Linked DNA regions of Mus musculus: regions 2 and 3 are each linked to region 1. The links are chromatin contacts, called in public Hi-C maps. All regions are on one chromosome and are shown on one strand. The core of a region is the stretch at or near the end of the contact, and the rest is flanking DNA. Distances in the headings are between cores, read along the strand shown. Region 1 overlaps Dtnb (dystrobrevin, beta). Region 2 overlaps Dnmt3a (DNA methyltransferase 3A). Region 3 overlaps Dnmt3a (DNA methyltransferase 3A).

Region 1 (4,695 bases), core at 653-3,152:
GAAGACAGCTACAGTGTACTGATATACATAAAATAAATAAGTCTTAAAAGAATAATCATGTAAATTAAAAAAAAAGGAAAACAGGAATCACAGCTGAAAAAAAAACAAAATGTATTTTGCCAACAACCAGTTAATGGGCAAGATTCCCCAAAAGCCTGAAATCTTAATGGTACTTGAGCCATGGCTGACACCTTATGCCAGGTTCGAGGGGTCTGGAGGTGAGAATCCAGCCACACTCTACCTGGACTTGTGATGAAATCTGCAGTGCCTTTTCACGCAGCAACAGAATGCTCTAGTTTACAGGCTGTGCTCCTGGGTGTTGCCTGTGGCCTCTGCAAAATAGCAACCCTTTCCTACACTCTCAACAGAGTCCAGACTACACCTCAACAATGATTCACTTGTCTCCTGAATACACAAAGGGTGGAGACAATAGTCAGCAAACCAGCAGGAGCTAAGAGAGGTGGGGCTCTTCCAGGGGGCCAAGACTCAACTCACACAGAGGAAGAGAAGCAGCCTGCTGACTCAGGAGCTGCCCAGCTGGAGTGGGCTGAGAGCACAGCAGCACCAAGCTGGTGCCATGGACACAGCTGGCAGCTTTACTGCACCAACAATAGACACAGGGCAGCAGCCAAGGCAGGCACTGACTCAGTAGCTTCTGAGGGTACCTGGGCACAAAAAAAAAAAAAAAGAAAAAGAAAAAGACAAAGAAAAAAAAGCAGACTTTGTAGATTTTGTTTTACACTTCAAGTCTGTGCCCCATTTCCTATTTGTGGGAGTGCTATTTTATGCATTAAAAACTTGTATCCAGAGATGGGAGAGGCTAAGAGCACTTGTTGCTCTTGCAGAGGACCTAGGCTCACAACCATCCATAACTGATGTTTTATGGTATCTGACCCCCTCTTCTGAACACCATGGGCACTTGGCATGCAAATAGCACACATGCATATATGTAAGTACAGCACTCATATACATCTACAATTTATTCAGACACATCTCCATATCCAGGCTGAGCATGGTGGCACATGCTTTTAATTCTAGTAGAGCTAGGGGAATCACTGTGAATTTGAGGATACCCTGGTCTACATAGTGAGTTCCAGGACAGCCAGAGCTACATAGTGAGACCCTGTCTCAATGGTAAGTAGGTAGGTAGGAAGGAAGGTAGGTAGATAAATAATTTCCTATTTGATTTTGTGCTATTTGCAAAGTAGTAATTAAATATAACATAGATCCATTTGAAACTGGGAAAAGTATGACCAATAAGCATACTTTTTCCACCCTGAAGAGACTATCAGATTATCTTTTAGAATTTAAAAGGTACAAGGAAGCCGGGCGTGGTGGCGCACGCCTTTAATCCCAGCATTTGGGAGGCAGAGGCAGGCGGATTTCTGAGTTCGAGGCCAGCCTGGTCTACAGAGCGAGTTCCAGGACAGCCAGGACTACACAGAGAAACCCTGTCTCGAAAAAACCAAAAAAATAAAAAATAAAAAATAAATAAAAATAAAAGGTACAAGGAGATAGATGCTAGCAGTAATTCATGGCTTTAATCCCAGTACTCAGGCAGATTTCTGTGCATTCCAGAACAGCCAGGGCTACACAGAGAAGCCCTATCTCAAAGGAGGAAGGAAGGAAGGAAGGAAGGAAGGAAGGAAGGAAGGAAGGAAGGAAGGAAGGAAAATTGTTTCTGATAAATATGACTCCTTATATTAAAAATTTTTGTATCAATGCTTCAAAAATTATATGAGATTATCACTAATATTTTTAAAACAGTAATATTTGTTTAACATCTTGTTAAACAAAAACTACTTCCTTATTTATAGATTTTTTTTAAAGGGGATAAGACTGTTCAAAGGTGCAGTCTGCCATCTGCTGGCTAGAAAGATGAAATTTTCAGGTCACTTCCCCTAGTTATGTAACTAAAGATATTCTACTAAGAACCACATCTGTGGTCCAAGAATATTTTCATAAATTCTCCCATTCTTCCCCAACACCCTCACCGTCTGGAATACCAAGGTGGGAGTCAGTCAGACTGACCTTGGTAAAGTGAAAACTGGGGAAGGCAGAGATCTGAGTGGCAGACAGGGAGGCAGGGGATGAGAAGTTGGTTGTGTGTTTCTATACCCTAACTACATCTAACCCACAGTCTTGGCTGGCCTGTGGCTCACTATGTAGACTAGGCTTGCCTCTGCCTCTGTCTCTGCCTCTGCAGTGCTGTAAAGGACTCTTTATAAGTAAAATTCAGCCAAGCAGTGGTGATGCACACCTTTGATCCCAACACTCAGGAGGCAGAGGTAAGTGAATCTCTGAGTTCAGGGCCAGCCTGATCTACAAAGCAAGTTCCAGGACAGCCAAGGCTACATAAAGAAACCTTGTCTCAAAACAAAACAAAACAAAAAAACAATAAAACAAAACAAAAAGATAAAGAAAATTTAGCACAAAACCACGAACATCTCTCTGGTTCCATCAACTATAAGGAAAGCCCTGCTTGTTTGGAATGTCCTGTGTGTGGTATGCTGTGTTTCCAAAGCTCTCTCCTCCCATCTGGACTCACAGCAACTCCACCCTTCCATGCCCACTGTCCTGCTCCTAGGCTGAGATCCAGCCTAGAGGGTGTGGTAGACGGCAAGGGCAGGAAGCTCTGCCCAGTGTGTCTGCCTGCAAGATTTGGCCTCTAGATGCTCTGGCTTAGACAAAGTCTCCTAAAACACGGGTGCCAAGCACCAGGGGCAGCACATGAATAGGGCAGATGTTGCTGGACTCTTGCAAAACTTCAGCGTGGTGGGCCTTCCTGATAGCCTAGAGTGGCAGTGGACACGGGAATGAAGAAGCCTCCAGTCCTTCAAGCCACAAACATATTTCAATCATCCCAAGAAAGAGCCCAGAAAACATGGAGTTGAGAAAGACAATCCTAATACCAGCAGTTCTCAATCTATGGATTGCAACCCCTTTGCCAAACCTCTATCTCCAAAAATATTTACATTGTGATTCATAACAGTAGCAAAATTACAGTTACAGAGTAGGAACAAAAATGTTATGGTTGTGTGTGTGTGTGGGGGGGGAACCTGTATTTAAGGGTTCCACATTAGGAAGGTTGAGAACTGCTGGCCTACACATCCTGCCCAAATACCTGACACAAAGTCAGAAATACAGTCTGATGATTATGGTGTTTTGTCATTAAGGTTTTATTTTTGGTGGTTTATTGTGCAACTGAGTACCACCAAATGCTACAGCACCGCAGCTCTAACAGCAAAGTTACACAGGCATGAAGCAAGCATTTCAGAGGAGATAGCCTGAATGATCTACTTCCCTTGCAAGCCTGAATATAAACCTGAGAGTTACCCTCCATTCCTTGCTTCTAGGTGAAGGGGTGTCTGCCCTCACTCATTCCCCATCTTAGCCCGGGGCTCAGTGATGGAGATGGAAGGGAGCACGCCCAGCTTGTTCCTATTCTTTATTCCTGAGGTCTGCAGGTTCCACAGCAAGACCATGCTCTTCTGCTCCCCAGAACCATCAGCAGTCAGTATTTACCCTGCTAGACAGGCTAGCAGGTGTGTGTAGAAGGTGGTGTTCAATTCAGAGGCTAGCTGCAAGTGTGTGTGTATGTGGTGTGCAGTGTGTGGTGTGTATGCGGGGTGTGTGTGTATGTGAGTATGGTATGTATTGTGTATGCTGTGTGCATGTATTGTGCTCTCTGTGGTGTGTGGTATATGGTGTGTGCATGCACATGCTGTATAGTGTGTATAGTGTGTGTGTGTGTGTGTGTGTGTGTGTGTGTGTGTGTGTGTGTGTGTGTTTTGGACATGGAATGGGACTGATCTAAAGGAGAACTGTTTTCAGAAGTAGAGCTGGGCACACCAGTACAAGCCTTCAATCACAGCGTGAGGCTGAGGCAGGAGGGCGAGGCTATCCAGTGAAACCCTGCACAGAGGTAGAGAAAGTGCTAGACATAAATGTCCACTTCAAGAAATGTCTGCATTTGCTGTCACTCACTCTGTAGACCAGGCTGACCCCAAACTCAGAGAGACCCCCAGCCTCTGTCTCCTGAGTGCTGGGATTAAAGGCGCGTGCCAGTATGCGGGGGTGCCTTTCCTTCTTGGATTGACTTTAATTAAGCTTTTGTCCCTACCCTTTGTTCCTGTGCCAAATAATCCAAATATTATTATACATTAATTTAGCTTTAAATATATGCATTTAAATATATGTATTAAGTATAAGTCTATCTCAGACGCTCTCAAACTATAGATTCATGCCCAGTGGCCTATTCAATCACTCCAAATGGACACTACCTTAATGCAACATGGCTGAAACAGAACCCTTGAGCTGGACACTTACTCATGCCTTAAACACAGCATTCTGGAGGGTGGATCCCTGAGTTCTAGGCCAGCCTGGGGCACAGAAAGAGACCCTACCTCAAAAAAACCAGAACTGAACATTGGACGAGGTATTCACCACCCACAGCCTGCCCTTCTTTGGCCAATGGCAATTCTACCACTCAAGTGGTTTAGGACAGTCTTGGTGTGTCTTTCCCTTTTCCTTGGTCCCATTATGCAGATTTATAAGTTATCCTAATTCAGTCCCTTTTATATTTTCTAAGCTAGAAACTAAGATAACTCCCTGGTAAAATGCTTACCTGACATATGAAGCCTTGGGACAGACAGATACATGCATGCACACATGCGCACACACACATCTTTACCA
Region 2 (4,695 bases), core at 804-3,303, 250 kb before region 1:
GTTAACAGTACCTTTTATATATATATATCTCATATCTATCATATATATATAAACTGTAAACAAGAGGTAACAGCGGCTTCTAGAAACTGGTTTTCTTCAAGGTTTCCTGTGTGGTAGGCACCTGAAATACTGTAGAAAAGTGTCTGGTGTGGTGTTCTCTCAGCGCCCTGCTGCTAGTTGGGTTCTGTTTTGCATGACCAGGAATGGTGCTGTTGAGACTGCTCGGGGGGTGGGAGAGGAGACTCTGCCTCCGAGGGTCTCTATTCTCTTCCTGTTTGTGCTCCTATCTGATCAGGCTAGAGACAACCAAAGAGATATATAGAAAAGGAAAAAAAAAAAAACCAATATTTTAAGTTTTTATAGAATTTTCCCTCTCTCCCTTTCCTCTCCAAGGCATTTCTACTTTTTGTTGTTACTGATTTTGCTGCAATAACTCTCTTGTTTCAGTCACAGCAAGAAACAAAAACCCAAACAAACAGAAAACCCCTCTGAAAAAGAGTAGAAAACAAAAAGTTCGCCTCCTAGGACCGGAGGGGAAGAAGGGGAGGGGCCTATTTTGCTTTTTAGATAGGACTGAAGGTTAACATTGAAAACTCAGGAGATGATGTCCAACCCTTTTGCAAGGCCAAGCCCTCCGGCGTTTTCCTCCTCTGTGGTTTGCTTTAAATTCCTTTTTCTCTTCTGGGTGCTGAACTTTTCTCCGTCCTCTCGTTCTTGGTGTTTTATTGTTTTGTTTTGTTTTTTGTTTGTTTGTTTGTTTAACTTTTTTATCATCACTACTTCAGTTTGCCCCCATGTCCCTTACACACAAGCAAAATATTCCTTCAGCGGAGCGAAGAGGTGGCGGATGACCGGCACGCTCCACGATCGGCCCAGCAGTCTCTGCCTCGCCAAGCGGCTCATGTTGGAGACGTCTGTGTAGTGGACGGGGAAGCCAAACACCCTGTGGGAGGAAGGCAGGGAAGGGAGTGAGTGCGGGTGTGATGGCGGATGTTAGTTTACTCTGAATTCCTGTCACAGGCTGCCATGTGCCAGCCTCTCTGTGGGTATAAAGATAGGTAGTATAATCCCAGCTTTGAGATTCACACTCCCCAGAAACAAAGGCAGTAAAAAAAAACAAAACAAAGCAAAACCCCCAGACCTTTGAAATGCCTCTTGGATGTGCTCTACAGGCGCCCTGCACATGAGAACTGGATGGTGCAGGCAGCTTGAGTCTGAATTCAATCTGATTCATCCATAAATGCCCCTCTGAGAAGAGAGGGGCTCTCAAAGAGTGGGACTCTGGGCTGACCTGGTGAGCTCAGGGAGTCTGTGAGAACAGCCTTATCTGTCTAGATCCTCCTCAAATCCAAGGAGGAGCCCACCCGGCTGGGTGCCATCTGGTGCACCTCACAGGCATCTATACTGGCTTTCAAAACACACACAAAATACCTATGATCCAAGCCATGCACTGTGCTGAGGGTTCTAGTGGGCTCATCTGTGTTGGGCGGTCCCCGGACCCTTCTGAACAGGAACCAGCTACAGAAAAGTGCAGGTTCTCCCCAGGGCCTGGCATGCTGGAAAGCGCTTGTTAAAGTTCACTCACAGGGAATTTGGGGGAAATGAGGAGCCTGCCGCCTTCCTTTTAACCCAGCCCTGGCCAGACGCAAGCACCCAGCACTCTACCTTTCCATTTCAGTGCACCACAGGATGTCCTCCTTCTCGTTCATGAAGACGGGGAAATGCTGGTCTTTGCCCTGCTTTATAGAGTTTGACCTGGTGGTAATGGTCCTCACTTTGCTGAACTAGAAGATGAAGAGGCAGAGGAATGAGTCACCATCATTTGCTGAGGAAATGGCTGACTGACCCCTGCTTCCCTTCTCACTAAGAGGGCACTTGGGTGTTCTTGGTCTATTCAGGCTAACAGGACTAGAGGCAGCAGCTGTGGCTAGCTTGCCCCTCAAGTCTTCCAAGCCTGGGACTCTTTCAGGGGGAGCAACTTTCAGGTAGAAGGATGTCAATAACTTAGCAGCTAAGGCCCCCTGCTGGGATCTGCAGGCAGAAAGCTAGACTATGTGGGTGGAGCCTAAGACCAACTCCTTCAGAAGAGCACTCTCTCAGTGCTGCAGACTTGCAGGTCCCAGCCAAACAGGAACAAAAGTGTTTTTTCTTTTTGAAGAACCATTTTATTAGTTTAAGAGAAAAACTGCAGAAAAGGAAAACTGTAAATCTCAGCTGCTGCCTGAAGGAGGGGAAGGAGAGACTCGAAGTGTAGTGCTGTTGAGGCAAGCGTGTAGATCAGACACATGGTAGACAAGCAGCCACGACTGAGGAGGGAGGCTTTAGAGATAGAGTAAGGAAGCCCAAAGTTTCAGAAAAAGTAAGTACACAAAGGTTTTAGTCATCATTCAAAATAAAGAAGAGGGGAAGATACAGAAGTCAGAACGTGGGGAGGCCAGACAACCCTCATGGGGTCTGAGCTGGGAATTCGAGACCTGGGACACCCAACTTAAAAAGCTCTGAGGCTGGAGAGCCGGCTCAGAGACTGAGCACACTGGTCCAATTCCCAGTGCCCACACGGAGGCTTGCAACTGTCTTTAACTCCAGTCCTAGGCCCTGGGATTTGACATCCTTTTCTGGCTTCTTCAGCAAGCAAAGATGTGGTGCAGAAATAGGCAGGCAAAGCCCGTACACGGGTATGAACAAAAGCCTCTGCACTTCCCAGAACCTTGTTGAAGACCCTACAGCACCTGCCGGGGCGGGACGGAGGGGCAGCACGCTCATTCCCTGGCCAACTGGCTCTATGACCCCACACCATCGCAAGAGGTCACATGTCGCACAGCTAAGCCGCCCACTCCTTAGCCTGCATCCTCCACCACTCACGCTGTCCTCAGTGCTGAGACTCACCTTGGCTATTCTGCCGTGCTCCAGACACTCTTGCAGCTCCAGCTTATCATTCACAGTGGATGCCAAAGGCCTAGAAAGCAAGAGACACCATAGAAGCACAGAGCAGGAAAGCCCTATCTAGGTACCAACAGGCCTCCAGGGAGGGTCAAAAGCTCTTACCCCAAATAGACACACACAGCACAACCCTCTCCATACCATGCCTGCCCACAAACAACCAAACAAGCCTTAATCCTTACAGGAAAATTTAAAAGAAGTTTCAAAAACACATACCAGGCAGCTAACGACTACCCAGGGACAAAAAGTACATATGCAAAAAAAAAAAAAAAAAAAAAAAAAAAAAGCCAGGCGTGGTGGCGCACACCTTTAATCCCAGCACTTGGGAGGCAGAGACAGGCGGATTTCTGAGTTCAAGGCCAGCCTGGTCTACAAAGTGAGTTCCAGGACAGCCAGGGCTACACAGAGAAACTGTGTCTCAAAAAACCAAAAAAGAAAAAAAAAAAAAAAGAAGACACCCTTTATTAAAACAACAACAAACCCCAAAAAACTCCTGTTTCTGCAGGAAAGCCCAGCACCCAGAGGTTAAGAGCACCGACTGCTCTTTCAAAGGTCCTGAGTTCAATTCCCAGCAACCACATGGTGGCTCACAACTACCTGTAAAGAGATCTGACTCCCTCTTCTGGTGTGTCTGAAGACATCTACAGTGTACTTACATATAATAAATAAATAAATCTAAAATAAAAAAAAAAGAAAAGAAATTTGAGGTCAATGCAAAACAAAAGTTTTGCTCCAAAAGCTAAAGTTCTGTGTTGTTGTGTTACCTCAGCACAGCGCAGGGAAAGTGAAGCCCACTTTTGACGGTGTCCTTTCCTAGGTTAAGAGATAGCCCAGTCTAGCTAGGCGGTGCTGGCGCACGCCTTTAATCCCAGCACTTGGGACGCAGAGGCAGGCAGATTTCTGAGTTCGAGGCCAGCCTGGTCTACAAAGTGAGTTCCAGGACAGCCAGGAATACACAGAGAAACACTGTCTCGAAAAACGAAAGAGAGAGAGAGACAGACAGAGAGAGAGAGAGAGAGAGAGAGAGAGAGAGAGGCATCATCTCATCCCAACACTCACGAAGGGGAAAGAAGCAGTGAGAACGCCAAGTATGAAGCCAGATTAGACTATATAGACACCATATAGCCAGACTATATAGACACCAGGCTGAGTTGTAGCTCAGTGTCCATGCCTACTGTGTGCAAAACAGAAGAGGCTAACTCTGCAGTATCCACTTTCCTGAGAAAGTGTTTTAAAAAGCAAAAGAAGCCTGCCACAGCAGCAGCCCCTCGGCAGAGGCAATCCTGGCTGGATACTCAGGGTCTCCCTCCTTGGGCTGTCTGCTCTGCCTGCAGCTCTGCAGCCCCTCCTCCCATACCCCCCATGCCAGGAACCCTCACCAACCTGTTCATGCCAGGAAGGTTACCCCAGAAGTAACGGGCCCTGTGTGCAGCAGACACTTCTTTGGCGTCAATCATCACGGGGTTAGACTGTAAAATAGGAGATGGTTTCAAGATGACCAAGGAGGAAGTATTAATTAAACACTGCTGGGCAACTGGGCTGGCCAAGAGTCTTAACTCCCCAGAGGAACTTCCTCCGTAGGAAGCCAAACACCGGAATAACCTGAAGACCCAAACTTAAATCCATCCCACATGTGCTGGCTAGAACATTCTTTTTTTTTTTTTTTAATTTTTATTTTTCAAGACAGGGTTTCTCTGTATAGCCCTGGCTGTCCTGGAACTCACTTTGTAGACCGGGTGGCTTCGAACTCAGAAA
Region 3 (4,695 bases), core at 144-2,643, 180 kb before region 1:
CCTGGGTCCCCAGCTGCATACGCCAGGTATGGCAATCTATGCCTGCAATGCCTGAACTGGAGAGGCAGATGTGGAAGGTTATACATTTAAGGTTATCCTTGCCTTTTGGAGAGTTCAAAACCATCTTTGGCTACTACAAAAACAAGCAAAATCAGAAATCAAACCAAACCAAAGACACTTGACCTTCTGGTACAGACAAACACCTGTTCTCATGACCCCATGGGAAAGGCCTCTAGGGTCTTTAACAGCAAACCGTATGCCACGTGGTCCCTCCGTGTGAAAACCCTATGTCACATGGTCCCTCCATGTGCTGCTCACGTGCTTTACCTCATACAAGCTATCCAGGCATGCTACACACAGTCAGCACACTTTGTCCCTGCTGGCTTCAATCCAAACTAGTCCAGCCTAGGAGGAAGCAGCCACCTTACCAGCACTTGAAGAGCACCAGGCCTGGGCCCCAATCCCAGCAGGAAGCACGATGTGCACAGAACAGACCTCCTACTCTGCTGGACCCATATCTAGGTTTGGCTCCCACCTTCCCATGAAGCTCAGTACAGCTTTGTGGAAAGCAAGTTATCAATATAGCATTCTAAAATGGAGGGTATGCTTTCTGCTCTGAGCCTGCCTGTGGGCTGTTCGTACCACTGGGCAGGGAACTGATACACTGATTGGGTGGACAGATGGTCTGGGCCATGCCCTCAGTGACTCCAGGAAGGTCTATCAAGAGGTTTATTCTTGCATCTGTCAGGGGCCTGTCAGTGCCTAAGACGGGTTAAGCAAAGGAATGTGGGCTATGCTTCTCAAATCTGCAAGCAGCACCGATGTCGTCGAATGTCAGCTAATACTGAAATGCAAGAACCTGTGCTGTAGTAACCGGAGCAGCTGGAAACAGCAGCACATTTAGTGGGAACAGATTTGAGCCCAGATTGGCCTCCTCATCCGAGGGGAGGGGGAGACAAAAGGGAAGGGGAGATGAGGGGGGGAGAGGGGGAGACGGAGTGGGAGGGGGAGATGAGGGGGGGAGAGGGAGGAGTCTCAATTAGCCCCTCAAGAACTGTAGCAGGAGTGGGGGGGGGCAGAAATTATAGACGGGTTTTGCAAAGAGCAGGGCTGGGCTGAGCAGGAACTTACACTGTTTACTAGTCACCTTGAACTTAGCCTCTCTGCAGCCTGCATTCCTTATCCATAAGATGGAAATCATGCTTGCTCCACAGCTGGAGCTTGAGAACTAAGTAAGGCGATAGAGGAAGCTGGGAACAGTGACAGTCACTGGGGAACGGCTTACTTCCTCCTGCCTCCATACTAGAATGTTTCACAGGGGCCAGCATTCCCAGCCCGCCAGCAGAGGCCCCCTCCTGGCCTCCAGCAAATCCCAGCTCTCTCTCCTCCATGTGCAGCCATCACTCACAAGCAGACAGATCCCAACATCTGGCTACCGCCGTTGCTATGGTGAGCTATGTGGATGCTGGGGCGGCAGACTTTTCCAAATTGCAAGGTGGACTATGTCATTCTACAGAGCTTTAACCCTCTCTGAGGGGGACCCCAGGGACCTGGAGGATCAAGCCCAACTCCTAGTCTTTGTAAAGGTCCCTGGGCTCTTGCTGAACTGCCTGTGTTTCCTTTCTATCCCAGGGCCCCAACATAGGCAGCGGGTGCAAAAGCAGCTGCTTCCCCAGGCACAGCTACTCCTCCTGCCTAACCCACCTTCCCTGAAGGCTTCCCGGGCTTGCTTTCCCTACCTAGACTGAACGGATAGGTCCTGACAGCCACCCACCCCTGCAATGCTATGAGCTCTTTGAATCGAGTAACCAGAGCTGCTGTTTTTCATTTTGGAGGCAGAGTCTCCCCATGAATTTGAGGCTGACCTCAGACTTGCAATCCTCCTGCCTCCCAGTGCCGGTGCACTAATGTGCTTGGCCAGCAGGGACTTCTCGAGAGGTGAAGGCAGGAGGGTCAGAATTTCTAGGCCAGCCTAGAGTACTTGAGTTTCTGTTCTAAAAACCAACAACAGAAAAGAAAAGAAAAGAAAAGAAAAGAAAAGAAAAGAGAAGAGAAGAAAAGAAAAGAAGAGAAAAGAAAAGGAAAAAAAAGCCTAGCCTGACAGATACTGGGCAACCCTTAGATGAGTGACAGTCACATAGCAGATACTCAGTAAAGAGTAGAGTCCACGCCAGGCGTGGTGGCGCATGCCTTTAATCCCAGCACTCGGGAGGCAGAGGCAGGCGGATTTCTGAGTTTGAGGTCAGCCTGGTCTACAGAGTGAGTTCCAGGACAGCCAGGGCTACACAGAGAAACCCTGTCTCGAAACAAACAAACAAACAAAAAAGAATAGAGTCCACATGCACAAAAGAGACTCACATACAAACCTACAGCGCACAGGGCACAAAGGCACATAGATCTCTATGTCTCCACAGTCACAAACAGGTTGAGCCCAGCCTGGTCTAAAACTTATTATGTAGCCTAAGCTGGCCTCAAAGTACAATAGTCTCCCTCCTCAGTGCGCTAATAGGCATGAGCCAGCACACCTGTTTTGTTTTGCATTGTGTGTTGAGGGAGGCTCTCACTGTATAACTCAGAGTGTCCATGAGTTTGTGGTCCTCCAGGCTGCACGTCTCAAGTGTCAGGGATCTGCTCAACCCCCAACCTTAAACAGATCATCTACACCTTAAATGGAATTGTCACTTTCCTTTTCTGGAAGTCTTTACAGCTTTGGGGAACCTTCAGCTAGGGTGGGCTGTTAGGTTAAGTGGTTCCCACCAGCCTCACTCTAAAATTCTGAGGCTATGATTTGACCTACATTTTAGCACAGCTCACTGGATGGATTATTTTAAGTCACACACATCTTTGCCTTCTGACAAGCTGGGCTATGCCAATAATTGCTCACATTTGTACAATACAGCAAAATCAGCAAAGGATTTCCACATATGCTTTTTTGTTGTTGGGTTTTGAAACAGGCTCCCAAGTGCCTGAGCCAGCCTGGAACCCGACAGGCAGCTGAGACAGGCTTGGACTTCTGATCCTCTCTCCTCTATCTCCCGAGTGCTGGGGTTACAAGCCTGCTCTTCATTTTATGTTTATGATTGACAGAAACCACAGTAGGTGTCATGTTCTCCCATCACACAGGTGGTAAAGTGAAGCTCAGAGCGATTCTGAGATTTGCAGAAGGCAAAGGCGAAGCCTTAAGAATCAACAGTCCCAGCTTCTCATTTCCAGCCTGCGGGTCTTTTAAGCCTCTATATCTGCCTATGCCATGTTCTATGCACACACAGTGAAAACACAGTAGTGCATACTGAATGCACACCTTATTCACTGACATGCAAACACACCCACACACACTTGCCTCTCTGGGCCTAGGCATAGGCTCTTGTCCCCCAAAAGAAGCCCTTCCCCAGAAACAGAGAGACATCCATGCTCCCGTTAGTGCTGAGAGCAGAAGCCACTGACCCAGAATCTGAACAGATGCCTCAAGTTGGTGTTTGAGTCAAGGGGATGAACTTGCCAGATCTAGCCAGCTACTTGCCCAGGCCTCCCAGGACAATAAGCATGCAGCCTTTGCCAGCTGGCTGACCTCCCAGGAACTGTCTGTGGCCACGGAATTGTCTTCTGCAGGAGGCAAAGCCCTGCCCTGGGCTGCCTGAGCACCTTGCTTGAGAAGCCCTAGCAGGGCACCACAGACCTGTACAAGGCATACACACGTTCACATGCAGACATGCCTCACCCCTTAGAGGTGGTTCTTGCTCCATGGCAACGGACAGAGGCTGAGGTCCTGTGAATGACAAGAACTGCTAGAGGCACCTCCAGACTCACCCCTGAAAGCTCATCAGCCCTTCATTTCAGAAACTGACAGTAGTCAGCAAACAGTCACTGGCTTCACAGGATAATTACTGATAGAAAGAAATTATCCCTCCTAGCCAAAGGCCACCACTTCTCTGGAGACAGGAGCCATGCCTTAGTGTCCCTTTTGGGATCCCCTACAGATCATAGGAACTTGCATAGAGCAGGTGCTTCATAAATGTTAAAGGATTTGAAATAATTTTGCTGCTGGGCGGTGGTGGCGCACACCTTTAATCCCAGCACTTGGGAGGCAGAGGCAGGTGGATTTCTGAGTTTGAGGCCAGCCTGGTCTACAGAGTGAGTTCCAGGACAGCCAGGGCTACACAGAGAAAACCTGTCTTGAAAAACAAAACAAACAAAACAAAACAAAGCAAAGCAAGAACTAGTTTTGCCTGCCAGGACCTCCATCCTGTCACCACAAGCTACTTGCTTCACCTACTTCTGGACCGAATGCATAGTAGGCTGGATCTCAACCCTCACTCTCAGGCCAGGCAACAGGGAAAATATCCACTGAGCACCTACTGTGTGCTGGATACAAATGAACTCAGTCTTGAGCTCTCAAGTGGAACACCCACTGTTCTGCTTGCAACCAGTCCCATGGACATAAGCATATTCATGTCGGCTCCTTCAGCAGCTCACTGTGGCTCTGGATGTCCTCTGGCTTACGGAAGCAGCTAGTCTAGATGAAACTGCTTTGCCAAGTTACCTAGCCTCCTTTGGTTCCCCACCTGTGGAATGGGGATAAAAGTAGCAGGTGCTTCCCGGGTTACTATGAACAATTGCAGTAACTGCAGTGTAAAGGAGATGCCTGATGTCTAACTTGCCATACCCTACAGTGAAGTACAATGCCGATGGCTGACA

Evidence for each region. Hi-C and Micro-C count contacts between places; a contact is called where the count stands out from the background.
Region 2: a Hi-C map of bone marrow-derived macrophages shows a contact between it and region 1, with 21 read pairs. The contact joins two enhancer-like sites. A contact is called at or near these places in 2 of 39 promoter capture datasets (the C10 cell line and cranial neural crest), 11 of 484 Hi-C or Micro-C datasets (B cells, the HPC-7 cell line, adipose-derived mesenchymal stem cells and 6 more), 8 of 115 datasets of contacts at active chromatin or transcription factors (DN3 thymocytes, bone marrow-derived macrophages, embryonic hindbrain and 4 more) and 4 of 9 other capture datasets (adipose tissue, embryonic stem cells, liver and 1 more).
Region 3: a contact with region 1 is called in a Hi-C map of bone marrow-derived macrophages, with 32 read pairs. The contact joins two enhancer-like sites. A contact is called at or near these places in 16 of 39 promoter capture datasets (the 3T3-L1 cell line, 3T3-L1-derived adipocytes, the C10 cell line and 11 more), 16 of 484 Hi-C or Micro-C datasets (the G1E-ER4 cell line, Sertoli cells, Th1 cells and 11 more), 9 of 115 datasets of contacts at active chromatin or transcription factors (the HL-1 cell line, VIP interneurons, bone marrow-derived dendritic cells and 6 more) and 2 of 9 other capture datasets (liver and pancreatic islet).

Annotation. Positions count from the first base shown.
Region 1 is chr12:3,658,643-3,663,337 of GRCm38.p6, reverse strand. All of the region lies in intron 8 of Dtnb (dystrobrevin, beta), which reads right to left. Among named protein-coding and RNA genes, the nearest start is that of Dtnb, 89 kb to the right of the region's middle. Within about 2 kb of position 1,902, at least 95 of the 459 cell types and tissues checked have an H3K27ac peak or open chromatin away from gene starts, as enhancers often do. A contact at or near this core is called in bone marrow-derived macrophages and neural progenitor cells, where this site is marked.
Region 2 is chr12:3,903,854-3,908,548 of GRCm38.p6, reverse strand. It overlaps Dnmt3a (DNA methyltransferase 3A), which reads right to left. Exons shown (of 23, transcript NM_007872.4): 20 at 4,324-4,409; 21 at 2,887-2,956; 22 at 1,666-1,784; 23 at 1-943. The coding sequence ends at 802. Among named protein-coding and RNA genes, the nearest start is that of Gm31623, 12 kb to the right of the region's middle. Within about 2 kb of position 2,053, at least 7 of the 459 cell types and tissues checked have an H3K27ac peak or open chromatin away from gene starts, as enhancers often do. A contact at or near this core is called in bone marrow-derived macrophages, where this site is marked.
Region 3 is chr12:3,840,194-3,844,888 of GRCm38.p6, reverse strand. All of the region lies in intron 2 of Dnmt3a (DNA methyltransferase 3A), which reads right to left. Among named protein-coding and RNA genes, the nearest start is that of Dnmt3aos, 20 kb to the left of the region's middle. Within about 2 kb of position 1,393, at least 26 of the 459 cell types and tissues checked have an H3K27ac peak or open chromatin away from gene starts, as enhancers often do. A contact at or near this core is called in bone marrow-derived macrophages and neural progenitor cells, where this site is marked.